Regions from separate parts of the Sus scrofa genome. Here all the other regions are linked to region 1. Evidence: chromatin contacts called from public Hi-C and HiChIP or PLAC-seq data. All regions are on one chromosome and are shown on one strand. Each heading gives the region's core, a stretch centred on a gene start, on an enhancer-like site or on the middle of the called end of the contact. The rest is flanking DNA. Distances are from core to core; before and after follow the strand shown.

The links. A called contact is a pair of places that touch in the nucleus more often than the background predicts. HiChIP or PLAC-seq counts read pairs in DNA pulled down with a chosen protein or histone mark.
Region 2: a contact with region 1 is called in an H3K27ac HiChIP or PLAC-seq map of alveolar macrophages. The contact joins the enhancer-like site here to the promoter of SLC12A5 in region 1. A contact is called at or near these places in 11 of 47 Hi-C or Micro-C datasets (adipocytes, alveolar macrophages, blood and 8 more) and 1 of 2 datasets of contacts at active chromatin or transcription factors (alveolar macrophages).
Region 3: a Hi-C map of embryonic fibroblasts shows a contact between it and region 1, with 2.6 times the contacts expected there. The contact joins the promoter of ELMO2 here to the promoter of SLC12A5 in region 1. A contact is called at or near these places in 9 of 47 Hi-C or Micro-C datasets (adipocytes, alveolar macrophages, blood and 6 more) and 2 of 2 datasets of contacts at active chromatin or transcription factors (alveolar macrophages and skeletal muscle).

Annotation. Positions count from the first base shown.
Region 1 is chr17:48,190,054-48,194,404 of Sscrofa11.1, reverse strand. It overlaps SLC12A5 (solute carrier family 12 member 5), which reads right to left and starts at 2,333. Exons shown (of 26, transcript XM_021078314.1): 1 at 2,126-2,333. The coding sequence starts at 2,246.
Region 2 is chr17:48,584,351-48,588,701 of Sscrofa11.1, reverse strand. No RefSeq gene overlaps it. Among named protein-coding and RNA genes, the nearest start is that of ELMO2, 19 kb to the right of the region's middle. Within about 2 kb of position 1,946, at least 1 of the 83 cell types and tissues checked has an H3K27ac peak or open chromatin away from gene starts, as enhancers often do. A contact at or near this core is called in alveolar macrophages, where this site is marked.
Region 3 is chr17:48,565,092-48,569,442 of Sscrofa11.1, reverse strand. ELMO2 (engulfment and cell motility protein 2) reads left to right here and starts at 1,781. Exons shown (of 21, transcript XM_021078300.1): 1 at 1,781-1,866.

The DNA of each region.
Region 1 (4,351 bases), core at 1,084-3,583:
CCCACAGCAGATTCACATCCAACTTGTACACACACCTGCACACCCGACAGTGGGAGCTGGATTGTACTTCACTCTGCAGGAGCTTGGATATGGGAATGGGAAGACCTTGAGATAAGAGAGAGCCATCTTATTCCCAGGCCAGGGGATGGATAATGGCAGGAGAGAAGGCAGGCGTGGGGGAAGTAGGACCCCACAGCCAGGAGGTGGGAACCTACCCCTCTGACCTAATGATCAGTAAGCACCTAGTAAGTGCTAGGCTGTGGGCCTGGAACTCAGAAAACAAAGATAAAAAGATATGGCCCTTGCCCTTGAGATGTAGGAGACACACAAGTAAATAACTTCCATCCACTGGGACATGTGCTGTAATGGTGCAGTGGGCAGGCAGAAGAGGGATGTCTGCCTCTGCCTGGGAGCAAGAGAAAGCGAAAAAGGTTTTTTTCAGAAGAGGTTAAATGAGCTATAACACACAGCATGAGGACTTTCTCCGATGGATGGAGGTGGGCAGAAGAATGTGGACAGGTACATGAGAAGCAGATGACGGGAGAGTTTGAGTGACAGACTAAAGGGTTTGGCAGTTTATCTTACAGGTGATGAGGGCTGGGGGTGGCTTGCAAACAGGATTGGAGGCAGGCAGACCAGTGAGGAGGCTGTGGTCACAGCTGCGTGAGAGATGATGGAAGTTTGGACCAGGGTGATGGTGACAGGAGGAGAGATGTGGGCAGATTCAGGATAAGGTTTGAAGGTGGAGTGGCTGAGACATGAGGAACAATCAGATCTGGTGGTAGGAGGAAAGAAGGGGTTGAGGATGGCTCCTAGAGTTCTGACTTTTAAATCTGTAAGGCTGTAAGGACATTCCTGAAAGTGATTAAAGGGCAGATTATGGGAAAGATGAAGAAAGAAAAGAGCCCTAAAATTCCTAGTGACCACGTCCAGGAGGTGGCTGGTTCACGGGACTGGAGCCTTCCAGAAATCTAGGCCTCAGTTCAGTCATCTGCCCAAAGAGGAGGTTTGCCAAAGTTTGAAACCCCTAAAGGGTTTTTGGTGCTCAGTTTTGCTGGAATCGGGGTGAGCTCACCTGCGGCTCAGCAGCGACCCCTGGAGGCCTGGGGAGGCTCTTTCTCCTCCCTGCTCTGGGGCCATTTGGAGCCGATTCTCCACGTTCCTTCCAGACCTGAGGGGCCCAGAGTCAGGGAGGGGAACCCCTGACAGGTGGCCCTTGCGGAGAAAACTGTGTGTGCATCCAGGATGCTAATTCTTCACCGAAGGCTAGAAGGATCCTTTCCCTCCTCTCTCTTCTGTACCCTGTATGTAACTTCCATGACGTGACCACTGCCCTGGGCCCTCCAGGAAGACGCCCCTAATCCATTACTCTAGTGCTGGCACCACCCACTGCTTGTGGAGCAGGAGTAGAGGGAGCTGAGTCCCAAAAGGTCGGGACTGGAGTCGCCAAAGGAGCCTCCCAGGATCTAGCTGTCTGGGGTCCAAACTTCTCTTTTCTCCCGTCTCCTTCCCGGGATTCCCCAGGCGCTGGCAGCGACGCCTCCCGGGTGGCTGAGGACTGAAGGATCCGCCAGGCACCAATGACCCGGCGACCCAGCGGAACTCATTTTTCCTGCTGCCCGCCACTCTACCCCTATACTGCTGGCCCAACCCCTTCTGTGGTCCCGCCCTTTTCTACCCCCAAACCCAAGCTGGTCCTGCCTCGTCCCATTGGCTCTGGACCCACCCACACGGCCCTCCCTTTTCCTGGTTCCACCTTCTCCCTCTCTGGTCCCGCCTCCTATCCGATGTGACCCCGCCCCTTTACTGCCCTCCGGCCCAGCCCCCTAGGTCTTAGCCCCTACATCACAAGATCCTCCCCTTCAACTCTAGCCCCACCCTCTTCTCTGTGTCCCCGCCCACCGCTATTCTGGCCCCTCCCTTCATCATTTCCCCTCCACCAGCCTTACCCCACTTTCCTAGGTCCCAACTCGCTCTCCTTTCTCCGGCCCTCGGCTGGGACCCTACCCCACCCCGCCATGGCCCCGCCCCTCCCTACAAGACCTGCCCACCAAGGGGGGCCCCCCCACTCCCCTCCATAGCCCCGCCCCCATATCGGTAGGCCCCGCCCCCCTGCGGCCTCTACCTTTGGCGTCTTCCCCAGAGAGGTGGCGGAGACCGGCTGCTGGATGCCGTTGGGACTCCGGGTCAGAGGTCCCGGCAGGGCCCGCGGGTGGCAGTGAAGTGACAGTGAACCTGCGGCTCATGGTGCGGAAAGGGGCCGGGCGGCCGCGGAACGGGCCCAGATTGCACAAGTGGCCGCAGCCCGGCTCCTGAAGGCTGAAAGAGCGGATTCCCCCTCCACGCCGGCCGCCCCCCGCCGGCCGCGGCGCCGCGCAGGGTCCTAGTGCCCGCTGTGCTGAGGCTCTGTATCTCATCACTTAGCTCTGAGGCCCTGGACTCTCAATTCCACTGGAACCGCTTGAGGATCCCCCTCGCTGCTGAGAGCTTTCCCTGTACCAGGGACCCCAGCATGTGGCTCCTGGAACCGGCGCTCCTCTGCTGGGGTCTCCTAAACATCTGGGTTTCATTCACACTCATTCATTCAGCACATCTTGACAGCTCACCTGTGTTTCAGGCATTGGTGCTAGGCTCTGGGGATACAGCACTGGATGAGACCCACTGGCTTCCTTCCCTCGTGTGGCTTAAGTCCTAATGTGTGAGAGGAGAGAGATGATAAGTGAGCAAACGCATAAACAAGATAATTTGAGATTGTTGTATATGTTAAGAAGAAAAGGTGAGGAGTTCCCATCGTGGCGCAGTGGTTAACGAATCCGACTAGGAACCATGAGGTTGCAGGTTCAGTCCCTGCCCTTGCTCAGTGGGTTAACGATCCGGCGTTGCCATGAGCTGTGGTGTAGGTTGCAAACGCGGCTCAAATCCCACGTTGCTGTGGCTCTGGCGTAGGCCTGCGGCTACAGCTCCAATTAGACCCCTAGCTTGGGAACCTCCATATGCTGCGAGAGCAGCCCAAGAAATGGCAAAAAGACAAGAAGAAGAAGAAGAAGAAGAAGAGGAAGGAGGAGGGGAAGGAGGGGAGGAAGAGGAGGAAGAAGAGGAAGAAGAGGAGGCCCAGGGATAATGAGTAGAGGGAAGAACTGCTTTAGGGCATGGTCTGAGAAGACCTCTCAGAAGATGGAATATTTAACCTGAGACTTCACTAATGAGAAGGAGCCAATTAAGCAGAGATGTGGGGGAAGAGCTCTCTTGAAGAGAAAATAGCAAGTGCAAAGGCCCCGGGGTGAAAAGAGGCCTGGATGGTTTAGGGAGCAGCAAGAAGGCCAGTGTGTCTGGAACAGTGAGCGAAAAGCGTGGTGGTGAGGAGATGAGGGAGGAGAAGAAGGCAGATCCTAAGGCTTCAGGGAGGCATCTGGATTCTTTCCTAATCTACCAGGGAACCCGTGAGAAGTTTTTGAGTCGGGAAAATGAAGTAATCTGACTTATATGTTAACGGGGTCACTCTGGCTGCTGGGTGAAAACTCAACTAAGGGCAGGCGTAGAGGCTGAGAGTCTGATGAGGAGGTTTCTGCAGACCCCCAGGTAAGAGGTACTGTTAGCTGGGCTAGGATGGTGGCAGTCATCTGATTCCAGATACATTTTGGAAGTAGAACCTACAGGGCCTGCTGCTGGATTGGACGTTGCATGTAATGGAAAGAGGCCTCAAGGAGGATCCTGGAAAATCTCATGCATTGCTGGTGGGAATATAGATGGGCAGAACCGCTTTGGAAAATTGTTTGGTCACATCTGCTAAAGTTGAACTTACACATACCTGTCTAGCCAGCAATTCCACTCCAAGGTATATGCCTGTAAAATACTGTTTAACTAACGTGAAAATAGTCACAGTCTATCTTTAAGGAGTTCCAGTTGTGGCTCAGTGGTAACAAACCCAACTAGTGTCCATGAGGATGAGGGTTCCATCCCTGGCCTTGCTGTCTGGGTTAAGGATCCAGCGTTGCTGTGGCCATGGTGTAGGCCAGCAGCTGCAACTCCAATTCGACCCCTAGCCTGGGAACGTCTGTATGCTTCTGGGGTAGCCCTTAAAAAGCAAAAAAAAAAAAAATGTATCTTTAAGCTGTTATAAATGATGATAGTAACTCTTGGGATGAAGAGGCAGTGATTACAAGAGGGCATGCGGGGGTTTTTAGGATGCCGGTGATGTTTTGTTTCTTGATCTGGATGCTGGTTACAGTTGTGTTCAGTTTGTGAAACTATATTGTAATGTACACTTGTGATGGGCTGACCTGTCTGTATGTTTGTTGCATTGGAGCAGTGGTTCTCAAGTGGGGGGCAGTGTGGCCCATCAGGGAACATT
Region 2 (4,351 bases), core at 697-3,196, 390 kb before region 1:
TACGTTTAAACCACTGTGATTCAGGTTTGTGTTACATGCAATTCTGGCTAATGCGGTATCCCTAACAATAATAGCACATGCCTGGGTTTGTTCTCTAATCCTAGTTAGCACATGTCAGGTTTTAATAGGACACTTCAGCCCGTTTGAGGTTACAGTAAAGGTGGCTATATTTATTTTATGTTTTCCATTTTAATTCGGGTTACTATTTATTTAACTGTGTTATTTCTCTCTCTCTTGTTTTTGCTGGCTCGATAAAACAACCATTTATTATCTGTGTTCCTTTTAGATTTTAGTGCTCTGCAGAGCTAGAGAATACCTCTTCGCTTTAATATTCAGAAAAAATACATGATCACATTTATATAATCTTTTCCCTTCTATGAAAAACACCTATTTCTCCACATTTAGATGACCCATTATAGGAGTTCTCATTGTGGCTCAGTGGGTTAAGAACCTAACTAGTGTCCATGAGGATGCAGGTTAGATCCCTGGCCTCATTCAGTGGGTTAAGGATCCAGTGTTGTCACAAGCTCTGGTATAGGTTGCAGATGTGGCTTGATCCAGTGTGGCTGTGGCTGTAGCTGTGATGTAAGCCAGCAGCTACCACTCTGATTCAAACCCCTAGCTTGGGAACTTACATATGCCATAGATACAGCCCTACAAAGAAAAAGAAAAAGATGACCCATTATAATACTTTCACATCTCCGTGCTTCCCAGCCCCCAAAGAGATTTAATGCTCTTACTCTTCATCTCCACCTGCCCCTCCCCAAGTTCCAGGCTGAGATCCTGCACCACCTATAGTCCCATGTTATTATTCATCTTTCCCTTAGGCTTCCTTTTCCCCCTCAAAAGTCTGTAGGTAACATTACATCATCGTTTGCTTCCAGGATTGCAGATGAGAAGTCCAATGCCAGCCTCATTGATTTTCTTTGTAAGTTACTTATTTTCCCTCTCTGAAGGCTGGTAAGCTTGGTATATATACTTGGAGTTCATTTTTCTCAGTCTGTGCCTGAAGGTACGTATTAGTTTTTATAAGCTCTGTTTGGAAGCCTGTGAACCTTTCAAATCTTCTGATCAAGACTTCTTCAGGAAAACTTCCTCCATTGCGTCATTATGGCATATGGAAGTTCCCAGACCAGGGATCGAATCCCAGCTGCAGGTTCAACCTATGCCACAGCTGCAGCAATGCCGGGTCCTTAACCCACTGCACCACAAAGGAAACTCCCCCATTCCCCCCATTTTATAAATTTCCATGTTTCCAATAATTACACTTCCAATATTGAGTCATTCAGTTACGCAGATATTTGGTTACTGACATCATTCCCCCAACTTCTTTTATTTCACCTTATTTCCATCTCTTTGAATTTCTGACTTGTGGGGTTTTTTTTTCCATTTGATCTTCCCTGTCACGTTTAAGCCGTAACTGTCCTCTCCCTTGACTCATCTCCCGAGGTTTTTTAGTCTGAATATGAGATTTCCCATTGATCCAGAACATGAGTTTCTCGTGTGTGTGTGTGTGTGTGTGTGTGTGTGCGCGCACGCGCGCGCGCGCGCGCCTGCCTGCGCACACATTGCACTGTATTTGTGGCTCCTTCGGGTGTTATTTTCATCACTGACTTCTGTTCAGATTATCTTCTTTCTCCTCCAGTACCTTCATACGGGCTGTTGTCTGTGTGAGGGTGGTTCTTTCTCATTTCTAGGACCCCATAGGTACACTGGTATTTTTCTTTGCTGGCTCCCCGGGGTGCAGGTGGGTCAGAGTCTTGAGACATGGACGGCCCAGCAGGCTTCGCTCTTCTGGGTCAGTAGTGTTCCAGCTGGGGGGTTGTTGGTCCCACAAGGATTCTCTCGTGCCCTAGGTTCCTCTGCTAGCGTTTGGGGAAGGAAGGACTCAGCCCTCTTATTTCCTCCCCCTCAGCTTTCTGAGCGGTGGAGCAATGAGGTTGAAGCACCCTCACGAGGGCAGGCGCAGCCTCTTCCTCAGGAAGTCCTTGGATTTGCATAAGTCAAGTGCTCCCAGATGTTACTGCTTTCCTTCTGACCGTAACTCCTGGACCCTGGGCCTCTGGTGGCTGGGCTCTCACTGGACCCAGACTAGACCGCAAACATGCACTCGATCTTGCTTCTACCATAAACCTTGGAAGCTGGTTGCCTCAAAAAAAAAAAAAAAAAAAAAATTTCAGCACCTTGTTTTAAATTAAGTAACTTTTGTCAATAAATGGAAAGAACTCGGAGTCCCCTTGTGGCACGGCAGGTTGGCGTTGTCACTGCAGTGGCTCAGGTCGCTGTTGTGGTGCAGGTTCAATCCTTGGCCTGGAAATTTCTGCATGCTGCAGGTGCAGCCAAAAAAAAAAAAAAAAAAAAAAAAAAAGGAAGAAAACAAATAAATGGAAAGAACTTGGTACTTGTACATAATTCAGTTTAAGCATTGCTCCAGATCCACAGCCACACCCTGTACCCCACTCTTCCTCCCCACCTGTCACCCCCTTACTCCCTCTGTTCCCAGGCATTACCCTGTTTCAGTGAACATGATTTGTTGGTCTTTTTATGTACAGCAATTCTCAAACTCTGATGTGCATGCAAATCACCTAGGACTCTTGTTGAAATGCAGATTCTGTTTCAGTAGATCTGGCGTGGTCTGGGATTCTGCATTTCTATCAAGCTGATGATTGCTGATCCCGTCCATACACACACACTTTTGAGTAGCAAGGATTTACACCATCACCCAAAGCAATCAGCCTGACAGAAGGGTAGAATGGCCTGTCCAAGGTTTAGTTAAGGCCCTAGGTTAGAGATGCCTTCGGGTTAGGTGTCACTCTGCAGAATATCGTCTATGCACTGAAACTGGGGCTTTTATATGGGGTGGTTGCTCTAGGAATAGAGGACTACCTCCTGGCCATTAGGGGTCTTCCTGCCAGTGGATTAGCAGGCAACAAAAGAAACTCTCTGGGCTGAGAGAAGCCACTCTGTAGTGTGAGGAGCATGGGTAGCTGCTACACAGTGGGAACAACTGGAACCTGGGAATCCCCGGAGCATCTCTTAGGGCTTCCGGGCAAGAGAGTAATGGCAGCAACCACAGTTAGACAAGGGCAAGGCAAGTAAGAGTTCAGACTCCTTGAAGAGGAAGGTCTAGGTTGTCTCACCAGGCAAGAAACACATGTCAGTTGAAGTGATGTCCAGGCGGGGGGAAGCTGGAGAATGGATGGGAGACGAGGAAGATGATGCATATACATGATGACCCTGGGAGGAGCTACAGCTGCAAAGGATTTGCTAACCCTCTTTACACATCTTCCAGGCGCTGCCACAGCTACTGCCTTGAAGGACAGACTGGCATTTCCCCTGTTGGGGAAGAAATGAAGCCATCTTGTTCTTGTATGTGCTCCATATGTTACAAGAGGGTGAAAGTGGATCTGAATGGTGCCAGGGATGGAATGTGCTAGACCTAGTTTGTGCGCCATCCCAAATCTCTGGTCTTCTCCCCTCGACTCCACTACTTAGCAGCCTTACCCCCAAGTCACTTGCCTTGGTTCCTAGATAGAGGGCTTTACAAAGAAGAGAAAGCTATTCTCTGGTCATTAAGCCAGCTCGTGGTCTCTGCCATTGACTGCATTACAGACTGTAGCACAGACAGAAAGAGAGAGACAGGCCACTCTAGGCAGTGGCCAGATGGGCCCAGGAGGCTCTGGTTTCCCTAAAGGCCAAGTCATGCTGCCTGCAAGTAAAAGGCTAGTGCCGTGGGTGGGGGAGGAGGGACTTTGAACCACAGGAGACTGGGGACTGGAAGAACCCAGTGGGTAAATTCTCCTCACCTTCTTCTGAGGGATGTTCCAAGACAGAGTAGTTCATACAGCCTCTCGAAGATGAGCCCCAGCAGTGAGCCACCCTGGTGACAAAACTGTGAGCCTCTCAGTAATGCACCTTCTTACCTTTGTTCTCCTCCCTCCCCGACTCACTTTTTCCATCAACCTGGTTTCTCTTGTTGCACAAACCCAACGAAGTGTTAGCATGTCAGCCTTTGACACAGGCTCTATTTTCTGGGGAACCCAGGGTAAGACAGTAGTCTCCTTGATAAAGAGAAAAAGAACAAGAAAATAAGCTGGGGGGAAAAAAAGGAAGTGAGAACTCATAAGGATAGAAGATTTTTTTTTTAAATAGTAAGAAAAAAATAAATCCCAAATCCTCTTCCTTGAGGAAAAATATCCCAGTATACCAGTTGGGGGCTCTATAATGAGTTCTGTATTGCAATTGAAGCTGATTCTGATGATTAAGAAGCAAGCACAGTGGTGGTGGTGGTGGTGTGTTGTGGGGGGTTTTTTGTTTTGTTTTTTGTTTTTTGCCACCATTCTCACAGCAT
Region 3 (4,351 bases), core at 532-3,031, 380 kb before region 1:
TGGGAGTTCTCCTGGTGGCGCAGTGGGTTAAAGATCCCGAGTTATCACTGTAGTGATTCAGGTTGCTGCTGTGCCACCAGTTCAATCCCTGGCCCTGGAATTTTCATATGCCATGGGCACAGGCAAGAAAAGAAAGACATTTTTTTGAACAGTAAAGTAAAATTCCTTGTTTTACAATAAAATAAAAATTTTAAAGTATGACTAGAAGTTCCTACTGTGGCTCAGCAGGTTAAGAACTCAACATTGTCTCTGTGAGGATGCAGCTTAGATCCCAGGTCTCACTCAGTGGGTCGAGGATCCAGTGTAAGTTGCAGATGTGGCTGGAATCCAGTGTTGCTGTGGCTGTGGCAGCTGCAGCTCCGATTCAGCCCCTAGACCAGGAGCTTCCATGTGCCACAGATGAGGCTGTACAAAGAAAAACAAAGTGTGAATAATAACAAGGTTGCTGTGAGAATCCCACAAAGCAAAAGTCTATTAAACACTTTTGTATCCACAGCCCTGTAGACTAAGAGTGGACAAATTATAGCCACAGGCCACTGCCTATTTTTGTAAATAAAGTTGCATTGGAATCCAGCCACACGCATTGGCTTACATATAGTCTGTGGCTGCTTTCAGGCTATAACAGCACAGCTGAATAGTTTTGACAGAGGTTGTATGGCCAAAAGTATTTCCAATGGTCATTTATGGAAAATAAACTGATGACTTCTGCAAGGGCAGTGGCAATGTTATCTATTCCTAAACCTCACCCTCCCTGAGCATCACTGTATTCACCAGTAAAATAGGACTAATAAGAATCATCTTCACTTCGAAGATATTTTGAGGATCAAATGAAACAACATATGTAAAACTGCTTTTCTGATGCTTTCCTGACAGAAGCACCATCTAAATGGGAGCTGTCATTTAGTTTCTTTGCTGGGTAAGAGTTTCCTTATTTAGCCTCTCCAGCTGAGGGTCGGTAAAAGAGGCAACAAAATACCCACCATCCATTGTGGTTGTAAGGATCTGTGAGACCAAAAAAAGGTTAAAGCATAAACTTTAGAATCAAACAGGCACAGGCTGGCATCTTGCTCAGCCCATCACTAAGTCTGCCATCAGAGGATCAGCGTAATACCTACATCAGAGTTGCTGTGAGTGTAAATGGAGATAGCACGAGCGAGCGCGAGGCCCTGGCGCAGTGCCTGGCCTTGTTCCGATCTGCAGGTGCAGTGACGAATACCACCTCCCACGGGTCCCTACCAACAGTACAGCTGAGCTGTACCCCTCTGCCTCTGCTCAGCGCCCACGGTCAGCCCTGGGTGCCGGTATAATTAGCTCCAACTCGGTGGTGAGCAGCCGCGGCTGCTCACAGCCTCTGACATGACTGTCACTTCCCACTCAGTTCTTCAAGCCACAGTTATCCCACTGATGAGTGCGTTACATGCCCGCCGGGCACAGGGCTTAGTGCCACCAGAGGACAGCTGAGCCCTCAAAAGCTCTGATTTATCACAAGGAACCCAGGCAGTGCCAAAAGAAAAGTTTGGGTGGGGTGGGGGGCTGGTAATGCCTCTTGAATTTGAGGAGAAATCCCATTCCTCCAGAACCCATAGCCTGGGGCGGCAGAGGAGGCCTATGTCTTTAAGAGGCCTCCGCTAGCTGGGCGGGGATCGCCGGCTTTTCCCCTCAGCATCTGGGCCCGCCCTCCTTTGAGTGACAGGCAATCAACCCAGTTGAAGGAGGAGAGTTCAGCGTGACGGCGAAGCGGAGCAATAGGAGCCCGGGTCGGCCTGCGCGGGGCGGGGTCCCGGGAAGGTGGGGCGGGCGGAGGCTGGAGGAGCGGCGGCGGCGGTGAGACCCGGTTGCGGGAGCTGGGCCTAGGTTGGCGTTCTGGTGAGTGAGGGGCGCGCCGGGGGCTCGGGCATTCCCGCCCTCGGAGCGGGGCCTGGCCTGAGGGACGCAGGGAGGAGAGGCTGGGCCGGGAAGCGGGCGGAGAGCTGCGGCCTGCTTCTGCCCAGGGGACCGAGGGGCTGGAGAGGGCGGGCCTGGGCTGCACCGCGCCGGTACGACAGGCCCCAGAGGGGTCGCGGCCCAGCTAGGTCCCCCGGACCTGAGGGGCACTGGGTCCCCGACAGGGAAGGGTCTACGGGTGGGGAAGAGGGCAGGCCAGGCCTCGAGGGGCGGGGGCTGGACCGGGTAGGGGTCGAGGGGTAGGGGAGGAGGAGGGTGGGTGGGTGGAACGCGGAGTGCGACGAGACGGTGAGGGAGGAGACGGGAGAGGGACCGAATGGGAAGGGGCTTGATAGGCGCCCAGAGAGTGTTTGGGGCTGGGTGGCCCCGGGCGCCAGACGCCCAGATCCTCTCGATGTCGCCACCCCCTTCAATAGACAAGGCTCTTCACCCCGCCCGGTCTATCCGGCCCGGCTCGGTAGACCCCAGTCCGTCTACTTGTATCTCCGCTGCTTGCTCGTCAGTTCAGCCCTCTTTCGCCTCTTACCCGGACCGATGCCGCGTCTTAACCAGATCTGCCCACATGCCCTCTGGCCGATCCGCAAGGGCCTTGCCCCTTGGCCGGAGGGCTCGGATCCGGACGCTCCGCTGCTTACAACTACGCCTCTTCCACCTCTTGCAGGGCCAGCCCCGGATCCTCTCCCAAGCCTTGGAGAGGGGAACCCACCGACCTCTCCTCCCTGGTCTCAGTCTACCAACCCCTCTTGCTCAATACTCTCCTCACCTTTTCGTGTTCCTTCTACATACCAAGCCCCAGCCCTACTCAGGGTCTTCACCCTTGGTCTTCCTACTCCGGGGCATATCTTCCCTGCCTGGCTTACTCCAGTAAATTCCTCTTTATCTTTCAAATCTCCACTCAAGTATCACTTCCTCAGGAGGCATCCCTGGCGCCCGACTCCCTCACCAAATGAATTCCCCACTTTCATCACCCTGTATACTTCTCCTTCACAACCCTTGAATGGCTGAAAATAGGCTTGTCTATTTCCACCAGATAATAAGGTTCACAGGGAAAAAGGTAGTATCTGCTTTTGCTTCTTGTATTTCCAGCATCTTGCACAGGGCCAGGCACTGTAAATATGTTTTAAATAAATGAATGGAAAACTTGGCTTTGGCAGGAGGAACAGGGTGTTCGTGTGAGTCATGTCCCTGAGGTCCTACACAAAAAGTGTGTCAGGGAGTTCCCTTTGTGGCTTAGCCGTTATAAAGAGTCCAGCTAGGATCCATGAGGATTCAGGTTTGATCCCTGGCCTTGTTCAGTGGGTTAAGGATCCAGTGTTGCCATGAGCTGTGGTGTAGGTCATATACTCAGCTCGTATACTCAGCTCGGATCCTGCGTTGCAGTGGTTGTGGCATAGGCCAGCAGTTACAGCTCCAATTTGACCCCTAGCCTGGAACTTCCATATACTGCCCTGAAAAGCAAAAAAAAAAAAAAAAAAAAAAAAAGCGTGCTAGGCTCTGCGCTAGACCATTGGTGACCAATAGAAATACAATCAATACGTGTAATTTAAAAATTATTAGGAGTTCCTGCTGTGGTGCAATGGGATCGGTGGTGTCCCTGGAACGCTGGGACACGGGTTCAATCCCCAGCCTGGCACAGTGGGTTAAAGATCCCGTGCTGCTGCAGCACAGGTCATAACTGCGGCTAGGATCTCATCCCTAGCCTGGGAACTCCATATGTGTTAGGGCAGACAAAAAAAGGAAAAGAAAATTAGTTATTTTAAAATGGTTTTTTTTTTTTAGTAGCCACATTAAAAAAGTAAAAAACAGGTGAAATTACTTTTTGTAATATACTTTACTTAACCTAATAGACTCCCAAATAATATTATTTTGACATGTAGTCAATATAAAAATACTAATGAGATATTCCACATTTGTGTGTGTGTACTAAATCTTTGAAATCTGGTAGGAGTTTTACTCTTAGAGTCCATCTCAGCTTGTGGTAACCATATTTCAAGTGCTCAGTAGCCACATGTGGGGGTGTGCAATGCTAGAAGTTTTATATACCGGTGACATTTAATCACCTTAAGCCTTTTGAGGTAATTAGTGTTGTCTACATTTTACTGATGTACATCATGAAGCTTCTGAACGTTACGCTGCCTGCCAGCGGTCCTCCTAAAGTTCGTGAGTGGAGGAGGCAAGTTGAAGACCAGGACCCCCATCTATTCATCTGTTACCCTCTGCTGCCTCCAGGAGGTGCCAGGAACTTTTGGTGGTGCAAGAAATGGGGCTAAACTTCTTGAAAACAGTGGCACCTGCGAGTATGTTGAATATTCTGTCTTGTTCCATACAGAGACAGTGTGTCTGTATGCATTGGTACCACCTGCCTAGGGGCTCAGGAACATATGTATTTGGTGCAGTGGAAGGAAAA